Regions from separate parts of the Capsicum annuum genome. Here region 2 is linked to region 1. The links are chromatin contacts, called in public Hi-C maps. All regions are on one chromosome and are shown on one strand. The core of a region is the stretch at or near the end of the contact, and the rest is flanking DNA. Distances in the headings are between cores, read along the strand shown.

Region 1 (5,169 bases), core at 883-3,382:
CGCGTCATATCCAAGATCGATTATGCTTAGGATTACCCAAAGACTATCAATTTGAGAGATATATATAAGTCATATTATATCCAAGGTAGGATAATGTGCAGGAATATCTAAGAGCTAGCGATTGGAGGGATATCTATAAGTCATCTCATATCCAATGTCGGATAATGTGCAGGATTACTCAAAAGCTAACAACTTAAAGGACATATGTAAGTCGTCTCATATCTAACATCAAATAATACCCAAGATTATCCAAAGATTGACAATTCAAGGGAAATATATATGTCATATCTATATGAGAGATGCGTAAGACTCCCCGAAGCCACATACGACAAGCATTATAGGTGACCAAAAGGGTTGCCACATTAACACATGGCTATGCGGTTGTAGGGACCACTCTATATGTCTCATCGGTGCCCAAGAGGGCCACCCCACTTTGAAGAGCATTTCCAATCATCAAAATAACTATTTTATTCAATAACAAAGGGTTTTTGTATCGGGTATTGCGAGAATTATCGCCCTTCAAACAGGTACATGAGAGGATAGCGTCTTTTGCAGGTAGCAACTCATATGGAGATATAGTAAAAGACTATAAACCCCTTAGTAAGTTATATTTATTACTAATAGTTTTGTTTGAGATGTTGTCGAGAGCATTCGAAAAGGATGAAAATTTCAAACTAAAATCACAGGTGCGGACAACTCCAAAAAGGACGTAGCACAATGTGGAACTTTTTCTTAGCAGCGAACTGGGACATAGTCTAAAGAGGAATATCAAACTCTTTGGACGTGAGCTAAAGACCACTTCCACCACCATCAAATAATATCTCTATTAGAAGACATGTGGAAATTTTGGGATTTTTGTTTCAGCTTCACTTTTGGAGTATTTGTAAACTCACACCGAGGTAACCTTCTCTTTTCTTCAAATTCGAGTGACAACACACTTAGAGTTTGGAGATTATATCTGAGTAAAGTCTTGCCTATGGATGTGAAGAACTCTACATTAATGGTTAAGAGTTTACAAGTTTTTCCTGTAGCTCAATCAGCTTGTCACTCATCCCGAGCCAAAGATCATCCAAAATAAAAGACAATCATTTCTACCGATCGAGTCTAACTACAAGCAGTCTGATTCCCTAGATCTCAGGAATATGTAGGCTGAGATCTATATGGAAAACTCGACTGCATTCCATCCCCCCCAAATCTCCTTATTCCCCAACCTTTTAGTTTTATTAACACTCGAAAACTGACATAGCTTGTGAATTTTTTGAAAATCATGCTTTAATCAAGCGTAATGAACTACAGGTGACCTGAGTTCTCATGTACCTGAGATATGTAGGAAACTCGATACCGGGGATCGGCCATAACGCCATGAAACTCATACAAAAACTAAGCTCTGTCATAACTGAATTTGTGGCCGAACAAAATTAAGAACGTCAAACTCCCTTTGCCTAGGGTTACTTGCATCCATCCTACCCAAAGGGAGGGGGCAGTTGTTGACACCTAATTTTTGCCCTCCACGACTAAGTTCAATCCCGCATTTATTTGATTTTAAATAAAATTTTAACATTTATTTTATCCAAATAAATTCTTTCAAATAGTTATCTAGGTAATTTTAATCATTTAAAATAACTATTATATGTTTTTGTAGTTGTGTTTACGAGATCATTAAATTTTATAAAAAAAATAAATTTTAGTCAAGGGTTATCTAGAATATGAATTCAAATGGATAAAATCTTGATTTAAAAATAATTTATTTGGAAAATATGAATTTGATTTTATTGAATCAAGAAGCTCAGGATTGAATTGGTTGTTAATTCATTTCACATATTGTTTCAATTTAGTCAATTTATTAAATTAGAACTTAATTGAAAATCAAATTGACCATAATGCAATTGAATTTTTATAAGGCTAAAATTTAAATATTATTGTCCAAATTCTCTTTTTTTTGCTATTTAATAAAGGCCCTAAATCCTCAATTCCCAACCAGACCAACAAATTTCAGCCAGCCCTTTTCCCAAATCAGGCCCAACATCCTACTCCAGCCTAAAATCTCTGACCCAGTCTCCCTATCAGTGTACCACCCTCCTAGCTAATGGTACAATAACAACAACAGCCAACTTTTCTCCATCCAATGGCCCAACATCCATAAATCAGCAGCCCACCAAACAATATCCCATCACCTCAGCCCAAAGACCTGACCCAGCCTACAACCCCTTCTCTCTTTCCCTTATACACAAACAACGTAACAACAACATACACGCCCAGACAACTGACCAAGAACTAACGACGTTCAAACCACTGCGTACAAAAATAATTCCCATGCGTACAACCTCCATCCCAGCAGTTTCAACCCCTAAACGATGTTCAACGGTAAAATCAATTTAACAGCAAAATCCTAAATCATCCATTTTTACCATTTTATCCATTTAGTACATCCATCCACGGCCAAAAACCAAAAAACTTTCATCTTTCTTTTGTTTGGACTCACTATTTAGGGCAAAGAAGTACCCCCTACATCTCTTCTGTACCACTCTCATTGTAAAAAATTCAGTTGAAGTACAAGACCATTCATGGTTTTTCGTCCTGCTGTGGACCTGAATTTTCCAAGTTATTCAATTCAAAATTGAAATCCAAAACCCTAGCTATTTCCCCCCAATTTCCCCTAAAAATATATGCTAAGAAGAAGGGGGTGAAGAGGGGATTCTTTGGGGAAAACTTGGGGATTCGGGAGGAGCGTTCCCCTAATCCCTCATAACAAAAGAATTCAAGAAGAAGTTCCATCGAGAATCAATCCCGACAAAAGGTTGAAATCTCGGCAAATTGGAATTAAAACTCGATCGAAACAACATACATTTCGGTTGAATTCCGTTGCCTAAAGTTCGTTTGTCTTGGTTCCTGCGTGGAAACAGGTGAAGGCTTCACTTTTTGCATCCTTTATTTGTGTTTATTTGTTATAACAAAATTTGAGTTCCACAATCGTGAGGCTTGTTGATTCGTTGATGTTGGAAGTTATTTGGTTGATTTAGTGTGGCGTTGCTGTTGAAAATTTGAATTCGATTTCACGGACATTGATTGTGTTTTCTTTTTGCTTTCGGTGTGATTTGAATACATAAAGAATTTCATTATTTTTTGTTCTTATTTCTGAGGTAGAAACTAACCCCTATAAAAAATCTATTATTTTGATTTGTTGAACATACAATACATGAATGTTTTGTGAAACTTGTGTGTAAAAGTCTCGACCGTTTTCTTCTTGGCCTCCCGAAACATGTAGCTGAGCGGTTTTCAATTGTTATTGTTTGGTTTAGTATTTGAATTATTGTTGTAGTTTTACGCATGTGTAGAGTTTAGTATTATGGGATAAATTAGTAGTTTGGATGATTGGTGTTGTGATTTGCATAATCTGTAAAAAGGAGCTTAAGGCCAAGATTAGTTTCCTTGGGGCTGTAGGTCACTATGCCTAAAAATTTTATTTTTTCTTAGTATGCCTTTCTTTAAATAGTTTACTCAGGCAAGTTATCATATGAGGAGAGTAAAGCTTTGTCATTTTCTTTCTTTCTTTTTCATTTTGAACTATTGCTCGTCTCTTCTCTTTTGTTTCCTTATGGCCTTTAATTGTGAAATCAAGACCAATGTCTAGGTCTGGATTAAGGATCAATACAACAGCCTTTGCGAATCTTGAATGCTAAGTATGATTTGACTATGAAAATGTTCTTGAAGTTGGTCAAGTAATGCATAAATTTATTTTCTCTCTTAATTGCTTTTGCCGTTACATTCTACTTAAATAGATCCATCATTGAAAGGTGCTACAGCTTTGTTCAAATTTGTAACTCGTTCTTTTCAATATCTTGCTTTATCTGATGAGTTCTTCTGATGACCTAAATACTAATGTTTCATCTTTGTTTTTGCATGTGACACCTCAATGTGTCCAAACAGACTTTCCTCTTGCATATCATTGAGTTAAACTGCATGCCAAAGTTCCAAAGTTACCAAAGAACAAGAAATAAGGCTGAACCGAGGAGGTGAAGTTAGGATATTAGTGCAGGACCAAAACACATGCATATATGACTAATATATGGTCATATATACATTAGATATACAAAAAATGCATGAAAAGTGGTTGTGATATACAGCTAGAATACATGCAGGGACATGGACTCAAAGTCCACAAAATGAGTAGCCCAAAGTTTGGACACCATGTGGATGGGCTAAAAAAGGGCCTAACTCAAACTCTTTATCTTTTATTCCCGATTTATCCACTGGGATAGACATTGAGAAAGTTCATGCTAAAGATTGAGGACTGACACCAAAATCAACTTCTAAATAGGGGGTTACAAAGGAGAGTAAAGCTCTGGGATCTAATAAAGCATAAATATAGAGATGAAAAATCTACAATGTACCGGTAACTACATCAGAAGAAATTTCTTGGTCCTGCCAAGTCTAGATAGCATACAACCTATTCTGGCATTGCCCACCGGTTGTGCTGGAAGCGGCACCCTATTGGGTCGGGTCACCGACTGGAACTGGAGGATGATTGAACTGACCTTGCTGACAAGCCTTTGGGCAATCTCTGACTCTATGGTCTGGCTTTCCACATCTAAAACACACATCACTTCTAGATCTATTCAAACTTTGATGATGCCTGCCATATTTCCTATAGAGCGAATTAGTACAACCACTGTTCACACTACCATGTGACTTAGAGCCTGGCGTCCTATCCCTACTATCTTTCCCGAACTTAGGCACTGGCACACTAGCTAAAAATAAAGTTAGGGTTGAAAACTTCTGATGGAACTGAGAATAGCTACCACCTTCTGACCTTGGCTGGGAAAAGTTAAAACTACCTGTTCTGGCCCTTTTATTCTCTCTCTCTTTCTCCTTAAGCTTCTCTTCCTAAATTTGTTGAGCATAACAATAAGTCTAGAAAAGTCCATCTCCTTAATAAACATAGAAGTCCTACACTCATTAACCACACTATCAGCTACACCAGACACGAACTTACTCATTTTAGACCTATTGTCAGCCACCACATTAGGAGCATACCTCGCCAACTGAGTAAACTTAAGAGAGTACTCCTTCACACTTATGTTGCCCTGCTTCAAATTAATAAACTCCTAAATCTTATCCGCCCTTAAATCTAATGAGAATAAACTATCTAGAAAAGTCGTGGCAAATTCC
Region 2 (5,169 bases), core at 1,949-4,448, 67 kb before region 1:
AATTAATACATGTTGGACTATGAAAAATTCCTGCAGTTTGGACCATAGAAAAAGTGCCAGAAATTCATTCATTTGAACTAGAGGGCTTCAATTAAATGTCGATAAAGGCCTGATACCCGGAGAAGAATTCCCCCAGTTTTTGAGTTTTGACCTGTTATGGTTGCTTGCTTGTTAGACATGCATTATCAATTTTTTTTCTTTAAATTATCACGCTGTGTACATTATGTAGGACAGTAGGAGTATTATGTCTTGCAGCTTTCGAAATGGAAAGAGCAAATTTATATCTGTATGTTTTTCTTGTTTTATACTCCCGTTCTTGATTTTTTTTTTTTTTTTTGGTACATGTGAAGTTGCTGTTTTAGTTTGTACTCATATTGACTGCCTTTTTCCCAAACAGATTTTTGAGTATTGTATTTGTCATTCCATCATGTTTCAAATATCATTCCTCCATGTTCACGATAGTTTTGGGAAAATTTTCCTGTTCAGCTTTTTGGTAGTTTCGAGTTTGATTTTTGGCTGATGACAAGCTTATGCATCTGCAGTTGGTGGAACACTACGGCAATACCTGGCACCATAGTCGGGTGAGGAGATACTTGACATCTGAAGACTATCCTAGCCCTGAAGCTAAATCGAAGCCATGGTATGGATTGCTGATGCTTCTAAGAAAATACCCGGAGCATTTTGTCATCAATACGCGTTCCAAGGGGCGGGTGACTTTGGAGTTTGTTTCTCTCGTCTCACTACTTTCGTGAAAGCTTTATAACATGTTAGCCACTTCGTTGTAAATTAAGCTTTAAGTAGGTTGTGAAACATCACTTGAAATTTCAATACTGAGCTCAAATTTGTCTAGACATGTACCTGAAATTACTGCATTTTCTCGTCAATTAAATGTTTCAACAAGTTCCGTGGTCGTCTTTGTTTTTTTAAAGGACCGGAAAATTCCCCTGGTCCAGTTTGCGCATGGTTTGAAACTCAGATAGTAGGCTGGCTTTTCCACCCCTCTCCACATAAATACTAGTTTATTATTTGTGGTAGAATTCGAACCCATGACTTTAATAATAATGCTTATTCAATAATAATGCTTATTCAATCATTTTTGCCCTTTAATCCATCTCTCCGGAAAATCAATTCAATACACCTCATATCAAATAAATTAATGGTATAGCCAAATTAATTGCAGAAGAGCAGAACACTTGCCATTCCCGTGGCATAAGCAAAATAATGATGGTACATAAATATCTATCTATATATAATAACAGAGGCAAAAACTGCCACATAGCACCACAAAAAAATAATATTTATCATCAAAAATTAAAATTACATTTTTAAGAAGCATTAACTGCCACACAAAATATCTTTAAAAAAAAATGATAATTAAACAATTCAAAAAAAATCCCGACAATATAGTTGGTTAAATTCAAATTGACAATTATGGTAACAAAATTCATTCAAAAGATTTTTTTTACTTTTTGCAATTTTTAGCAAAATTCAGTTTATATTTTTGTAAAAAAAATAAATTTGAAAGTATTTAACAAAAATATAATGTTGTCGGTTTATTTTTAAAATTCAAAAATTGACAATAGTAGAAGCAAAATTTATGCGAAGGAAAAACTTCTTAAAAATGCATGCAAAAGCAAAATTCTAATTTTAATTCACTGAACATCACAAAAACCTAAGTTATTTGTTTTTTTTGCTCCTTTAAACTTTGTTTATAGAATTTGAATAACCAAATCCACTTTTTTTTTTTCAAATTTAAATATAAAGCTTTTGAACCTATGGATAAAAATCTTGAATTTAAATTACTTTTTAATTTGAAATCACCAACTACTCCTCTTCCTCCATTCCTTATAACCATTGAAACACGTTTTGCCTTTCTAAAAAAAAAAATTGTTTCTAAAAATATATAGCAATAATAAAAAACACGTCTTTTTGTGTTACTCCTTTGTAGCAACTAAAAAGAAGAAAAATTATCTCCTTTTTATGTTATTTTTGAAAATTCATTTATCTTACCAATTAAGTTTTTTAATTAAAAGAAAATTACAATTGTCCCTTTACAGCTAAACACCTTTTGGTTCCTTTTTTTTTTTTATAGGAAATTTGGTTTTCAGAAATTTGAAAATAATGAAAACCGTCTTTTACAGTTATGCATGTTTTGACTTCTTTTTTATATCAAATTATTTACGTTATATTTTTTCTGAGTTACTTCTCCGCTAGGCTTTTTTAAGATTTGTTTCTTCTCTTCTTTTTCGATGATTAACTTTAGTCATGTCTGGAGAAATACGAATCACTTCTATTTTCATTATGTTGTTTGCATATGTAAATACTTTTTTAAAAAAAATTAATGTGATGATTAGCTTAATCTTATAATTATTTATTCTTTTCTGATTAGCATGCTGGCCAATTATTCATGATTCGCTGTTGCTATTAACTTCTTTGACTTGACATCTAGCATTGTGCTTTGTTTCCCAGAGGATTGGTTATCGTGTGTGTTTTGATTTGTCTATTTATAGATTTATTATTTGATACCCTTTTATATATGAAGATCACATAAAATAACAATTATGATTTTAATGGAGGTAAAGAAAATATAGTTATCAGTCTTCACTACTTTTTGCAAATTTTAGTAAATGTCAGTTTATATTTTTGATATTTTTTATATTTCTGCAATTGCTTACTAACATGTATATTTGTTTGCGATTTTTCTTTCATATCCTGAATTCTTGCATTAACTAAATATATTTCTGCAATTACTTATCAACAAATAATATGCTCTTCGGCTGAGAGGTGAGTACTTGCAAAAGGAGTATCAAAGGTGTAAGAGTGAATTGGTAAGACGAAGGACGAGTAAGATTGTGCATAAGAGATCTTTCTATTTTCCACACGCGAGATTTTTTAACTTTCATATGTCTCCCAATGTCTGCAAAGATATAATAACTTAAATATCTCTACTAGCTTTTATAATTTTAAACAGATGAAGTGAAAAGCAAATGCAAGAAGATCAAAGGAGATAAGAACCATTGGAACAAAGAAAAGACAAATTCAGAAAGTAGACACAAAAATCTCATTTAGTCCAAGCGTCATTCTAATTAAGGTAAAGTTGAGAATAAGTTATATATGATTGTGATATATCTAGTGTCAAGCTAGACGTTCCACCAAGATTGTTCAAAATACAAGAAACTAAATGCATGAAGAAGTCAAAAGGAGATTCACCAACATCTCCTATATTTTTCTCTTATTAGAAAGTAGAACTAAACACGCTTTGTACACTACAGGTCATTCATGTAATTGGTTGTCTTCGCAATTTGTTACTAATGAAGTATTCCGCAATTGTAATTGACGTATATTTTGTAATTTTTTCTATTTCAAATTATTTATTGCTTTAATTTTCTCTATCTACGATAATTGTCTCTTTTATTCCAACGTTTTGAGATTTTATGTTTATAATTCACTTAGTTTCAACTTGATAATGCTATAACAATTATATGGTTTGCTTGACAAATTATTTCGGGATGAAATGATTAGAAGATGGTTTCAGTATGAAGTGAATTAAAAAGCTGAAATATTTGAATGAAAGATTAGATTGATCTTGAGGAAGTAGCTAGAATGTTGTTTCAGCATATTGTTAAAAAGCTGTAACGCACATACAAATGAGCATATCGTTTACTAATTAATAGATACAGTTTCGAATTGAAAGATATTCTTTGATATGAAAAATAAATATTCGTAAAAGATAAAAAAAAAAACTATTTCTTATAAGTATGTTGTTTTTCGATTTTGATGAAATAACGATGGCATATATTTGAAAGACTAAAGTAAATAGACCAGTCCAAATTAAATTTGAGTTGAATATATCTGAATTTCATATGATTTAGTTTATATATCCAATCTGACGTGCTAAAATTTAGAAAAGGTATATTAGAGAAAGATCTTTTTATATAACTAGTTATGACGTTAAATAATATATTGTAGATTAATCTGAATTAGTTATGCGTCGAGGATTTTCCAAAAAGAGTCTCTTTAAAATGATTAGAAATAATATTTTAATATTATTCACGCATTGCGCAGGTACATATAGTAGCAGTAGTAGTACTACTATTACTAAAAATAAAAAATAAAATAAATTATAGTAATGGATAGTATATAGTTTTAGTGCTAGAAGGAAAAGGAAAAACAACGTAGGAATTATTTTTTAAAAAAAATATGTGGATTATTGATTTCAAGTATTTCTCTTAATTCAAATATATACATTATAAGATAAGTATGTATTGTATTTGAAATATGGATAGAAAGAACAATAAATTGATCTTCTTTTAACAAATGAATATTATATTTGAATTTGAATTTAAATGAAATTTAAATTGGAATGAAGTTCTATTTTCATAATCTCTCTTATATATCTTATATATATAATCAATAGTAGTGGTAGAAGCAGTAGTACGTGTAGGATAATAATATCTTTTAAATAGAAGTACCTACTTTGATATGTTATTTGAATATCAAATTCAAATGAAATTTGAGCTGGAGTGGAGTTCTAACTCCCTAACCCCTCTATATATACTTCTGCAATGATATATAACACTAAACTTGCTTTTATCTTTTTTTTAAAAAAAACTGATCATTAGCTTTATTCATGATTTTTTAAAAACTGATCATTAGCTTTATTCATGAATTTATTGTTGCATTCTTCATATTATGCATTTTTTTCGAAACATTTTTGATTTAAAATCTTCATTTTTATATGCAGATGAGTGATAGTCATATTATAGGCTATTTTTTTCCTTATATACGAGCCCGAATTCAATTAAGTAATTTGTCATTTTGATATTGTTCGTTTGATTTTTGATAAAAGTAAATACATTCAATTATATCAATGAAAAATAAAATCACCTAGGGCTTTAAGCTAAAAGTGACAAAAGAGTTTGAAAATAAGGTGTAGGTAACTCAAGTCTTAATAATTGAGTGGGGATGACAATTACATTATTATGGATTAAGAAAGTTGGGTAAGTTTGAGAATAACCCACAAATTTTTAAATTTACACTTTGATCCAAATATTTACCCAATATAACAGAAAAAGGGGTGTTTCTCTCTTTTCTCATGCATTGTTATTTTCTCTCTTAGCGATTTTGTTGTTCATTGTTGCTGCTGTTTTATTCATCATCTTCTGCTTC

The links. Hi-C and Micro-C count contacts between places; a contact is called where the count stands out from the background.
Region 2: a contact with region 1 is called in a Hi-C map of bud, with 3 times the contacts expected there. The contact joins two enhancer-like sites. A contact is called at or near these places in 2 of 5 Hi-C or Micro-C datasets (bud and placenta).

Annotation. Positions count from the first base shown.
Region 1 is chr9:92,699,369-92,704,537 of UCD10Xv1.1, reverse strand. No RefSeq gene overlaps it. Among protein-coding and RNA genes, the nearest start is that of LOC107842668, 82 kb to the left of the region's middle. Within about 2 kb of position 2,132, at least 5 of the 5 cell types and tissues checked have an H3K27ac peak or open chromatin away from gene starts, as enhancers often do.
Region 2 is chr9:92,767,455-92,772,623 of UCD10Xv1.1, reverse strand. It overlaps LOC107842668 (transcriptional activator FHA1), which reads left to right. Exons shown (of 3, transcript XM_016686622.2): 3 at 543-910. The coding sequence ends at 752. Among protein-coding and RNA genes, the nearest start is that of LOC107842668, 14 kb to the left of the region's middle. Within about 2 kb of position 3,198, at least 1 of the 5 cell types and tissues checked has an H3K27ac peak or open chromatin away from gene starts, as enhancers often do.